Regions from separate parts of the Mus musculus genome. Here all the other regions are linked to region 2. Evidence: chromatin contacts called from public HiChIP or PLAC-seq data. All regions are on one chromosome and are shown on one strand. The core of a region is the stretch at or near the end of the contact, and the rest is flanking DNA. Distances in the headings are between cores, read along the strand shown. Region 1 has its middle 59 kb from the start of Tns3. Region 2 overlaps Tns3 (tensin 3). Region 3 has its middle 45 kb from the start of Gm36772.

Region 1 (3,962 bases), core at 987-3,486, 130 kb before region 2:
GCAATGGGAACTTACCAGTGGCCACACCCCCAAAGAAAAGTGATTCTCCCACACATCCTCCCCCCCACCCCCAGCAGCCAATAACTCTTCGGTTCCTGTGACCTCAGGAGCCCCTCTCCCTTCTTTGCTGAAATTTTTAACTCTCTTGCCTTTGAGCAGGTTAGCAAAGTTGTCACGAGTTCACATGTGCAGCCCTTGTCATGTTCAAAGGACAGCATTTCACCATACCCCTTCCCTTCTCCTGGCTCATACATTCTTACTGTGCCCTCGCCTGCAATATTCTGAACTTAGCAGTGGAGATGTTACAGATGCCCCATCTATACTATACCTGTACGTATATGGAACTATAGTCCCATAGTCCCCCAGTCATTTATCCTTAGAACTTTGAATGCACCCTGTGGGATCTCTCTGAAATCTGGCTTCATGCAAATAGGGATTTCCCACCTGTCCCTGCATTATCTATTGTCACAGGGTGTCCTGTTAAAGTAAGACAAGTGGCCTCACCCAGTCATTGGAAGTTGTTAGAAGATAGGGTGTTTTAACAGCATTTCAGATTTCTGTAGATGTCTTTCCCTGGTGATGCAGCAAAACTTGACAAGCAGCAGTTTCTTAAAGCTTGTTTGCCTTGTAAAAATCAAAACCCACATTAACAGTGGGGTGGGGATGGGGAGTTAGAGTGATGGCTCTGTGCTTAAGAGCACTTGCTGCTCTCCCAGTGGACTTGGGTTTGGTTCTTAGCACCCACACCACAGTTTATAACAACCTCTAACTCCAGTTCCAGGGGTCCAGTACCTTCTTTTGACTTCTGAGGGCACCAGGCACACATACCACGCACAGACATACATGCATGCAAAACACTCATACACATAAAAGTATTCTTAAAATCCTTATCAGTGAGTTCACCAATCTCTATGATCCTTACCCAGCGGCCCCTGAATCTCTTGACTGAGTGCAACTATGTAAGGTTGCTTGATAAACACTGACTCACTGAATAAAACAGAATATTGATTTGTTTCATTATTTAATTGAAAAAAAATCCCATTTGCCAAGAGAAACTCCTTCCTATAAAAACAGGGTCCATATAGAAGGCCTGCTTGAAGACATGCGACATAATCATCTCTGTGGCATGGTTTGAATGCCAGGGTTTGAATGTCTAGAAACTCAAAACTCTTGGAAAATTATGCTTATGATAGCATTCCCCTCGGAACATTTTCATCCTGGTAGAGTGAATTAAGTGAATTTTATGTTTCAGATGGCCCAAGCCAGCCTTTTCTGTACCACTTTAAAACTACACTGAGAAGGTACATTGTACACGTCCTCTTTCAATCTCCAGCCTTATACTCTGAGTGAACAGGAGGAGAAAGAAGAGCTAGCAGACAATGAAAAGCAAAGATGTGGCCTTGGGACAAGACCTCCCTCCATCTCTCCTCAGTGAGGTGTTGTGCACCAGTCAAGACACCATGGAAAAGGCCTAATTTTAGGCCTAGCAAAATGCCTAGCACACACCATCTGCCCTGGCCAGTCACAGGCAAGGTGTTTGTGAGTGTAGAGGTGATTACCCACATGTGAGTGTGGGCATGTGGATGAGGCAATGGTTGGGGGGGGGGGGCTTGCATGAGTACAAGTCAGAGTGCAAGCTTGTGTTTTCTCAGCCCTCTTCCGCTACTGTCTCTGAATTTGCCTCCCTTATTACCTTCCCCAGCCCTCTGTGCATCCGATTAAAATTCCATACCCCCCTACCTAAAGTCCCCCAGCTTCACTTCCTTCCCACTGGCAGCCACAGCACTGTGAAGATTTTATATTCCCCTCCTGCCCAGCCCCCAACACACTATGAGCTTAACTTCAGCAGAGCCCACAAAGGCAATCTTAAATCTTGTGCCCTAGCAAGTGTTTCTTCCACTTAGAAATTTTAGTCTCCAGTGCACCTATAGCTTGATGTGTTTCTAGAGAATGTAAGCTCCCCCTGTAACTAATATAAGGAGTGGCCTCACGTGCCCTGTTCTGGGTCATACTCCCCAGGCAGATAGAGGTACCTGTCTGAGAATCTGCTTGAACATGGGCTGAACCCGTGGACAGTGCTGTTGGGTCTACTGCAGGGGTTCTAAGACATTACATTCAAGTTAGATAACAAGAGGGATGGCCAGTTTCAACCCTCTCTGGCTTTCACTTGAGCTGGCTCCATATACATAGCAATAGATCCCTCTTCACAGCACTTACCCGTCCTCCACCTACTCTTGTTAGGGGAGTAATGGATGCACAAGAAGGTCTCTTGTTTTCTTTCTTCCTATGTGGCCACGTATTGTCCCCTTTACAATGGCTGCTCTTCAATTTGCTTTTCCAGCTGAAGATACTGCAGTCACCATCAGGTCTCCTCTAGCTTCCCCTGGGCCTTTGTAGGGCTTCTCTTTGATGTGCTGTCTCATTTGTTTGAGTACCACCGACACTAGATTCTTGCGGCCTTCAATTGAGGGACCAGCTGGGTGGCCTTGCTCTTTTATGCAGAAGTGTTGAGAAAGACCTGTCAAACCCTGGGGATAATTAGCCTTTATTTCTTCTCATTCAGAGAGATTGTCACTCAGCACAGATGTGGCCTGAGGATGGCTGCTTCTCTGAAACACCCCCCACCCCCTGCATTATGGTTACCTGGTGGGTTTGGAATCCGATTTCCATCTTCACAGTCCTTGCTTGAAATGGGACCGTTGTTGCTTCACAAGGCAGTATTTTCTTCAATGAATATAAATATAATCTAACTGTCAAGTGCTATTGTTTGGAAGCTTGAGGATAAGCAAATAATCCTTGGTGGGAAGAGGAGTAAAAACAATAAGATGGGCTTATGGTCCTCCCATGGTCAGAGTAAGTGGTACAGATGTCTCCTTTTAATGTTTATTTGCAGATCTTTGTAGATCTACAGGACTTTGCAAAGGTGGCCCAGAGAAGTTCCAAGGATAGCATGAAAAGCAAAAGGGGACCCTGGTCAGTGTGTGTGTAACTGCATCTTGTTAGCATGTCTGAAGCTACTTGGTCATTGCAATTTTAAGTCTGGCTCAGTTCATAGCATAAGCATCTCTTTCTGTTATCTCTTTGGGCATAGGTCCCCTTAACCACATAACTCTAGAAACCACACATTTGTTTCCTAAGTATCACAGAAAAAGGGAAAGAAAAGCAATGCTCATGTAGCAAAGAAGACACATCTCACCAACTACAACATGCAGGTGGTAATTGCATGGAAAGGTCAGAGCGCATTGTCCAGAGGATGTGCAAGTTATCGAGACACAACACTGCTCGCCTCTCAGCATAGCTTCAGTCAACAGAGTGATGGCCCCCCAGATGATTGGCAGGTTACAGAATGAGAAACAGTACAGTCCATTTGGAAGTTATCTTCACCACTTCTGTACTTTTAGTTTTTATTCTGTCACTCTGTCACATAACATCTCCAAATGTCAACCAATTCATTCTTATCATTCTTACCTATTGCCAGCGTACAACCATACTCACGAAGATTAACAAAATAATGCTCTCCACACGTGCTGTCATTTGGATGAATCTGGAGCAGGCCTGGGCACTGGATTCATAACTGACATTGTGGGCGGGAACCCTAGAGTCCAAAACAGAGCTGATCCTCACAGCTGACTTGAGGAGCCTTCTGGAGAGGCAGTTGAAGCATCCACTGAATACAGCTTGTGTTACCTGTACTCTGTGACCAGTTCAAATGTTTCATGGTGCTCACCATATGCCATATCCCAAGCACTGGCATGTCTCTGCTGTACTGATACTCAGAAGCCTCTGTCCTCTTCTGCCCCTGTCCACATAACCTTGTGTTCTCAGGATCACCTTCTATACTGTCCCAGAGTCCTGGCCTCATTGTACCATCTTTAATTTTAACTTCCTGTGGAAACCTCCCTGATGCCTGCCATCTCTCCAAGCTCTGGGACACACAGTGCCCAATAACCTTTACAGGCAAG
Region 2 (3,901 bases), core at 996-3,495:
TTCCCCTGATCTTCAGGATCCCCCTTGTTGTCTGTCTACCTTGCCCTAGATTGTTTCCAGGAAGGTTTTTGTGATCCTAGTCCATTGATTCCGCAGCCAGGGTGACTGCCTGGATTAGATTCCTCACCTGAGCGCAGGCCAGGGTTTCCTGCAAGTTCCTGAAGAGCAGACCTCTGTCCCCTTCTTTCAGAGGTGCATTGGTTTAAGTCTGCGTCTGTGTGTCCATGTGTCCGTGTGTATCTGTGTCTTTCCCCACTGTATGTATGAACCTCTCTACTCGCCCAGGGGCTAGCCAGCATTCTGGTTTTCCAGTCCAACCCTGCTTATTGGTGATAGTGCTGTGTGGTCCCCAGTATCTGGCTTTTCTCTACAGGCCTGACTGGTCTTGCAGCTTCTGGGTGCAAAAGGCTGATTGGTGACATTGGCTGGCTTCCATAATGAAAACACAACCTCCTGCCTCATCAGCTAGCTACCCGTGTTCATTATCAGCTTGGGAAAATTCTTGTAATCACACTTAGCTCTGCCTTCCATCCCTCCTGCTTTCTGGCCTCAGAAGCAGTGGGTCCTGACGTGAACTTGTCCTTGTGTTTTGCTGCTGGCACTGCCTTTCCTACGAGGAGGGCCTGACTTCTTTCTGGAAGATTCCCATGTGAGCTAACATTTCATTCAACAACCCCCTCCCCAACTCCCCCATGCACGTCTTGCCCATCCTGCTTTGGGGCGTCTGTTCATATTTAGAACTTGACCTATCAGGAGTGTCTCCCTGATTTCTGCTTTCTTATGGGTGTCTCCCTTACTTCTAGGCCCATGTCACTGCCTCCTAGTCCGTTGACACCTCTTGTTTCTTCTCTTTCCAGATTCCACTTGTGGTCTTTTTAAAAAAGATTTATTTATTATATGTAAGCACACTGCAGCCATCTTCAGACACACCAGAAGAGGGCATCAGATCCCATTACAGATGGTTGTGAGCCACCATGTGGGTGCTGAGATTTGGATTCAGGACTTCTGGAAGAGCAGTCGGTTCTCTTAACCACCGAGCCATCTCTCCAGCCCCCTACTTACGGTCTTTACAAGTGAGGGAGTCTATCTACCCACTCTTTCCTTTACCTCTAGCCCCTCAGGCTGGGCACAGGCAGAGGAACACCCAACGGAGAGGCCCCCTGGGCTGTTATTTGTACATATTTGAGAAACGGTGGAACCTACCAAGGAAGCACATGTCGCACATGTCAGAGAAGTTCTGAAAGTCTTGAGAATCTCTGGTCCACTCAGGGCTCTTCTAGTATCTTCCCAGTATTGTCTTCCAGAGCCGAAGTTTAGGTGGGGAGAGGTATTCTGAGCACCTTCTCCTACCCTAACAGTACTTCTCTGTCCTGCCTGGGCAGGGGACCTTGGTGGTATCTTTATAGGCTTGTCCTTAGGTTATCTCTGTGTGTCTTCATCCTTTTTTTTTTCAAGCAAAGCAGATTTTTAAAAAAAGATTTATTTATTATTTATTTTTATATGTAAGTACACTGTAGCTGTCTTCAGACACAGCAGAAGAGGGCGTCAGATGTCATTAAGGATGGTTGTGAGCCACCATGTGGTTGCTGGGATTTGAACTCAGGACCTTCAGGAAGAGCTGTCAGTGCTCTTAACCACTGAGCCATCTCTCCAGCCCCTGTGTCTTCATCCTTATAAGACTTTCAGATACTTCACTTTGCTTCCCAGCCACCCCCTCCCCCCCAACACGACCCTGTGCTGTTGCCAGGTGTGCCTCTGGACAGCCAGCTGGTGGTTGGTCATGACTGTATGTGCTCGGGGCCAGTTCGTGGTGGTCTCTAGGGTGACCTTCCTCTAGATGGGGTGTATTCCATGTAGAGGTTTATGTCCTGCTGCCGCTGAATTCTTCTGTCCTGCTGCCACTGAATTCTTCTTCAGCCACTTCTAGAGTAAGAGTTTGGAAGAGAAACAACCCCACCTACACAGGGACAACAGACAGACAGACAGACAGACAGACAGACACACACACACACACACACACCTCTTTTAGAAGCAGGGCTGAACTGACTGCACACACCAGTCCTCTCCGCATTTTAACTTGCGAAACCAAGCTTCTGTTGACAAGGCTCTGCCACTTCTGTAAAGCTGTTAATTTTGGGCAAGGATTCAGGAAGTGGCCACCCCCACGGTCCCCTGAACACAGAAAGAGCCCAGAGCTTCCTTATTTCCACCTCCCAGGGGCAGCCGACTGAATTCATTTTTGTGTGTTTCCAGACTTTTGACTCACCACCGGAGAATTCCCCAAGACTTGCTGAACAAGTGGGTGGGTGAGCAGGGGAGGACATTGGAGGATTACAGGTTTTAGTCTTCCTGTTACTAAGCATCTCCCTGCTTACCGGATCTTAGGGACAATAAATACTTGCTGAGCCTTAAGGAAGGCTGGAAGATCCGAATGAATGGAATGTAGAATGTAGGGTAAAAATCTGCAATTCCAGTCTTACTGTAGATTGCCCTCCTTTGAATCTGAAGGGTCCCGTGCTTAGCTGGTGGATCCTTTGGAGGCTCTGATCTTGAAGGCCTTGAATGGGGTCAGGAGAGGAGAAGTGAAGGGCATGTTTATTGTTTGTTTCAGTTCAGCCGTGCTGAACTTTGAACCCAGAACCCCCACCTGCTAGGCCAGCCCTCTGCTCCCTCTCTAACCCCTCTGTGGGGTCCTTTACTGGGGACATCTTAGGCCTGGAGTACTGATGAGGTGGAGCAGAGGTGGCTTGTGAGTGTGATGTCCTACAGAGGTGGCCTGGACAGCGTTGTGAGGACACTGGTGGATGATAAGTGTTGGATGCTAGGTTAATGTCACATGGTGTGAGGTGGGGACTCTTTGCAGAATATATGAAATAAAGATTTAACTAGTCAGATATAAAAATTATGGTAACTTTTACTTTAATTTTTTTTTTAAGATGTATTTACTTACTTTAGGTATGTGAGTACATCTTCATGAGAGCTCATCTTCAGACTGTAGCTGACTTCAGACACACCAGCAGAGGACATTGCATTCCATTACAGATGGTTGCAAGCCACTATGTGGTTGCTGGGAATTGAACTCAGGACCTCTGGAAGAGCAAGCAGTCAGTGCTTTTAACCTCTGAGCCATCTCTCCAGCCCTTACTTTAATTTTTTTTTTTTTTCGAGACAGGGTTTCTCTGTGTAGCCCTCGGCTGTCCTGAAACTCACTCTGTAGACCAGGCTGGCCTCGAACTCAGAAATCCACCTGCCGAGTGCTGGGATTAAAGGCATGTACCACTACGCCTAGCCCTTATTTTAATTTTTAAGTGACGTGTTTTATCTTTCACTATGAGTCCTTGTACATGTCTGTGTGTATGCACATGTGAGTGCAGGTGCCAGCAGAGGCCAGAAGAGAGTGTTGGATCCTGTGGAGCTAAAGTAAGAGGCAGTAACTGGAAGATGGCTGCTGAAACTGAACTCAGATTCTTCCTCTCTGAGTGCAGTGTGTGCTCTTAACCATTGCGCTGTCATTACTTCTTATTTATTTACTTATTTTACATTACATCATTCTTAGACACTTTGTACAAAAATGTCTTGAAAGAAAATTTCCCTTAGTGTTCTGATTTAAGTTGTATTCCGGAAGACACTACAATTTCTTACTAATGGTTGACTGTCCTGTCCTGAAATATGGTATTTGATTAACCATTGTGAATGACTAGTGTGTGAAGGAATGAATTAATGAGTGACAGCAGGTTGAGACTACTGACCCAAGAGGAGTTGGAGATGTGATGGGTAGCTCTCTGTATTTAAGATGCTGGTTGAAAGGGCCCACGTCCACTGTGGAAAGCCATCTATTTATAAGAACTGGATCCCTCTGTGGTGTTGGACGCTTTCTCTATATCATCAGCCACTGGTCCTT
Region 3 (3,720 bases), core at 692-3,191, 170 kb before region 2:
CATTCCCCAACAAGGCTGCCCTGTCTGGTCTCAGTGAGGGAGGATGTGCCTACTCTGGCAGAAGCTTGATGAGCCAAGGTGAGGGGATACTCAGGAGGGTCTCAACCTCTCAGAGAAGAAAGGAAGAGGGATGGAGGAAGGTCTTTGTGAGGGGGGGCTTACACAGGGGGTAATGTTTAATGTAAATAATGAATTTTTAAAAAAGAATTTATTCATATTATTCCCTTTTAAAACTATGAAAGTTTAAAAAGACTATATAATGACCAATGGATTAGAGCTAATTTATTCAACCTATTCTTCTTTACATTGCTTCTGTTTGGTATTATAAGCAGTTAGTTAAGAAATAAATTTTAAGAATGAATTTATGAAATTCCTAGGCAAATGGATGGACCTGGAGGGCATCATCCTGAGTGAGGTAACCCAATCACAAAGGAACTCACACAATATGTACTCACTGATAAGTGGATATTAGCCCAGAAACTTAGGATACCCAAGATATAAGATACAATTTGCTAAACACATGAAACTCAAGAAGAATGAAGACCAAAGTGTGGACACTTTGCCCCTTCTTAGAATTGGTAACAAAACACCCATGGAAGGAGTTACAGAGACAAAGTTTGGAGCTGTGACGAAAGGATGGACTATCTAGAGACTGCCATATCCAGGGATCCATCCCATAATCAGCTTCCAAACACTGACACCATTGCACACACTAGCAAGATTTTGCTGAAAGGACCCAGATATAGCTGTCTCTTGTGAGACTATGCCGGGGCCTAGCAAACACAGAAGTGGATGCTCACAGTCAGCTATTGGATGGATCACAGGGCCCCCAATGGAGGAGCTAGAGAAAGTACCCAAGGAGCTAAAGGGATCTGCAACCCTATAGGTAGAACAACATTATGAACTAACCAGTACCCCGGAGCTCTTCACTCTAGCTGCATATGTATCAAAAGATGGCCTAGTCAGCCATCACTGGAAAGAGAGGCCCATTGGACATGCAAACTTTAAATGCCCCAGTACAGGGGAACGCCAGGGCCAAAAAGTGGGAGTGGGTGGGTAGGGGAGTGGGTAGGAGGGTATGGGGGACTTTTGGGATAGCATTGGAAATGTAAATGAGGAAAATACCTAATAAAAATATAAAAAAAAAAGAAAGAAAGAAAGAAAGAAATTTTAGAGCCAGGCGTGATGGTGCACGCCTTTAATCCCAGCACTCAGGAGGCAAAGGCAGGCGGATTTCTGAGTTTGAGGCCAGCCTGGTCTACAAAGTGAGTTCCAGGACACCCAGGGCTATACAGAGAAACTCTGTCTCAAAAAAAAAAAAAAAAGAAAAGAAAGAAAGAAAGAGAAAAAAGAAAGAATCTTATTTCTCTTGAAAAAACATTTTTTCATGTGTATTAGCTATTAGTAGTTCTTTCAAGAGCTTTATGTCCAACTCATTTACCTGTTTATTAGTGGACTATTTACTCTTTTGATGTTTGATTTTTGTTGTTGTTGTTATTGTGGTGGTTGTTGTTGTTGTGGTTGTTGTTGTTGTTATTTGTAACCTCCTTCCAGCCTAGCCAGGCTGGTTCAGACCATCCACCACTGAGGCAGAGCCACCTGCTGTGCTGCTTCTCATCACTCTCCTTATATGTTACACTGCCTGCTACCTGCCTGAGGCCAAACCAGTTCTCCAAGATCTTCCAGAGTTAGCTGAGAACTGTGATTTTTGTGAGTTCCTGCTAAAAGACTGTTCTGACAACTTCACAAAAAACTTGGTGTGACTGGGAATGGGCCTCCCCTCTCCTTTAATTACCTAGCAAAGTTAATTTGGAGCTCAGCCTCCACTTCCAGAGAATCTCTGACCTTTCTGCTAATTCTCAAAGCCAGCCCTCCCACCCCCGGAGCTCAAAGCCTGAGCTTGATCATTGCTAATTTGCAACTGAATGGAGTAGCTGAACTTCTTCAAGGAAGCTTTTAAACAGTTGCTTTTTCACTGCCCCACCTTTGTTTCTCAAGCAGATCAGCCACCTTTCAGCCTGACTGCAGCAGGAGTAAAACCTCGCCTTCAACAGCACAGGTGGCAGTTATTATTCTCCATCAAGAAGCATTCTAAGTACATATTGTGGCTTTGGTCTGAATTGGGAGTATGGTGTGCTATGAGGGCCTGACAGTCAATGACGGGCACCAAGAACTCAGAATCATACCAATCTAAGACAGGGGTACATGCCAAAAGGCCGTGGCTATTGATAACACACCACAGGGTCATGTTTCTGTGAAATATGACACAAACTAGCTGCACGTACACTCTATGACAGATAAGGATGATTTGAGAAAATCTAAGATTTCCTAAGACAGGCGGGGCTGCCAGCCACCATAACTCCCAGGCAGGACTATAGAGCATAAATAAATTTTATGCCTCAGTCCAGTTTTGTTTTGTTTAATATTATTTAAAGTGGTGGTGGTGGGGGGGGAATGCAACCTCCTACCAGCCTGGCTGAGAATTGTGATTTTTGTGAGTTCCTGCTGAAAGACTGTTCTGACAACTTCACAAGAAACTTGGTGTGACTGAGAATGGGCCTCCCCTCTCCTTTATAAAGCATGTCTGCCACCATTAAAGTTGAGCCTTGATCAGAATACTGTTTTGGTTCCATTTCTCTCTCTACCTGCCTAGATTCCTTCTTTTCTTTCAGCTCCAAGATGGCTCCCAGGCTCGAACCCAGATATGAGAGCCACAGGCCGACCCCAACAATTGTTTTTAAATGTACATTTTATTTATTTTTTATTTTATTAGATATTTTATTAACATTTCAAATGCTATCCCAAAAGTTCCCTATACCCTCCCCCCACCCTGCTCCCCTACCCACCCACTCCCACTTCTTGGCCCTGGCGTTCCCCTGTACTGGGGCATATAAAGTTTGCCAGACCTAGGGGCCTCTCTTCCCAATGATGGCCAACTAGGCCATCTTCTGCTAATTATGCAGCTAGAGACATGAGCTCTGTGGGTAGTAGTTAGTTCATATTGTTGTTCCACCTATAGGGTTGCAGACCCCTTTAGCTCCTTGGGTACTTTCTCTAGCTCCTCCATTGGGGGCTCTGTGTTCCATCCTATAGATGACTATGAGCATCCACTTCTGTATTTACCAGGCACTGGAATAGCCTCATATGAGACAGCTATATCAGGGTCCCTTCAGCAAAAACTTGCTGGCATATGCGATAGTGTCTGGGTTTGATGGCTGATTATGGGATGGATCTCCAGGTGGGGTAGTCTCTGGATAGTCCATCCTTTCGTCTTAGCTCCAAACTTTGTCTCTGTAACTCCTTTCATGGGTATTTTGTTCCCTATTCTAAGGAGGAATGAAGTATCCACACATTGGTCTTCTTTCTTCTTGATTTTCTTATGTTTTGCAAATTATATCTTGGTTATTCTAAGTTTCTGGGCTAATATCCACTTATCAGTGAGTGGATATCTAGTGACTTCTTTTGTGATTGGGTTACCTCACTAAAGATTGTATCCTCCAGATATATCCATTTGCCCAAGAATTTCATAAATTCATTGTTTTTAATAGCTGAGTAGTACTCCATTGTGTAAATGTACCACATTTTCTGTATCCATTCCTCTGTTGAGGGACATCTGGGTTCTTTCCAGCTTCTGGCTATTATAAATAAGGCTGCTATGAACATAGTAGAGCATGTGTCCTTATTACCAGTTGGAACATCTTCTGGGTATATGCCCAGGAG

The links. HiChIP or PLAC-seq counts read pairs in DNA pulled down with a chosen protein or histone mark.
Region 1: a contact with region 2 is called in an H3K27ac HiChIP or PLAC-seq map of embryonic stem cells, with 5 read pairs. The contact joins two enhancer-like sites. A contact is called at or near these places in 1 of 484 Hi-C or Micro-C datasets (embryonic stem cells), 6 of 115 datasets of contacts at active chromatin or transcription factors (the HPC-7 cell line, bone marrow-derived macrophages, double positive thymocytes and 2 more) and 2 of 9 other capture datasets (adipose tissue and liver).
Region 3: a contact with region 2 is called in an H3K27ac HiChIP or PLAC-seq map of embryonic stem cells, with 11 read pairs. The contact joins two enhancer-like sites. A contact is called at or near these places in 1 of 484 Hi-C or Micro-C datasets (pre-B cells), 5 of 115 datasets of contacts at active chromatin or transcription factors (bone marrow-derived macrophages and embryonic stem cells) and 1 of 9 other capture datasets (liver).

Annotation. Positions count from the first base shown.
Region 1 is chr11:8,721,720-8,725,681 of GRCm38.p6, reverse strand. No RefSeq gene overlaps it. Among named protein-coding and RNA genes, the nearest start is that of Tns3, 59 kb to the right of the region's middle. Within about 2 kb of position 2,236, at least 10 of the 459 cell types and tissues checked have an H3K27ac peak or open chromatin away from gene starts, as enhancers often do. A contact at or near this core is called in embryonic stem cells, where this site is marked.
Region 2 is chr11:8,587,960-8,591,860 of GRCm38.p6, reverse strand. All of the region lies in intron 3 of Tns3 (tensin 3), which reads left to right. Among named protein-coding and RNA genes, the nearest start is that of Tns3, 75 kb to the left of the region's middle. Within about 2 kb of position 2,245, at least 159 of the 459 cell types and tissues checked have an H3K27ac peak or open chromatin away from gene starts, as enhancers often do. A contact at or near this core is called in embryonic stem cells, where this site is marked.
Region 3 is chr11:8,752,907-8,756,626 of GRCm38.p6, reverse strand. No RefSeq gene overlaps it. Among named protein-coding and RNA genes, the nearest start is that of Gm36772, 45 kb to the left of the region's middle. Within about 2 kb of position 1,941, at least 13 of the 459 cell types and tissues checked have an H3K27ac peak or open chromatin away from gene starts, as enhancers often do. A contact at or near this core is called in embryonic stem cells, where this site is marked.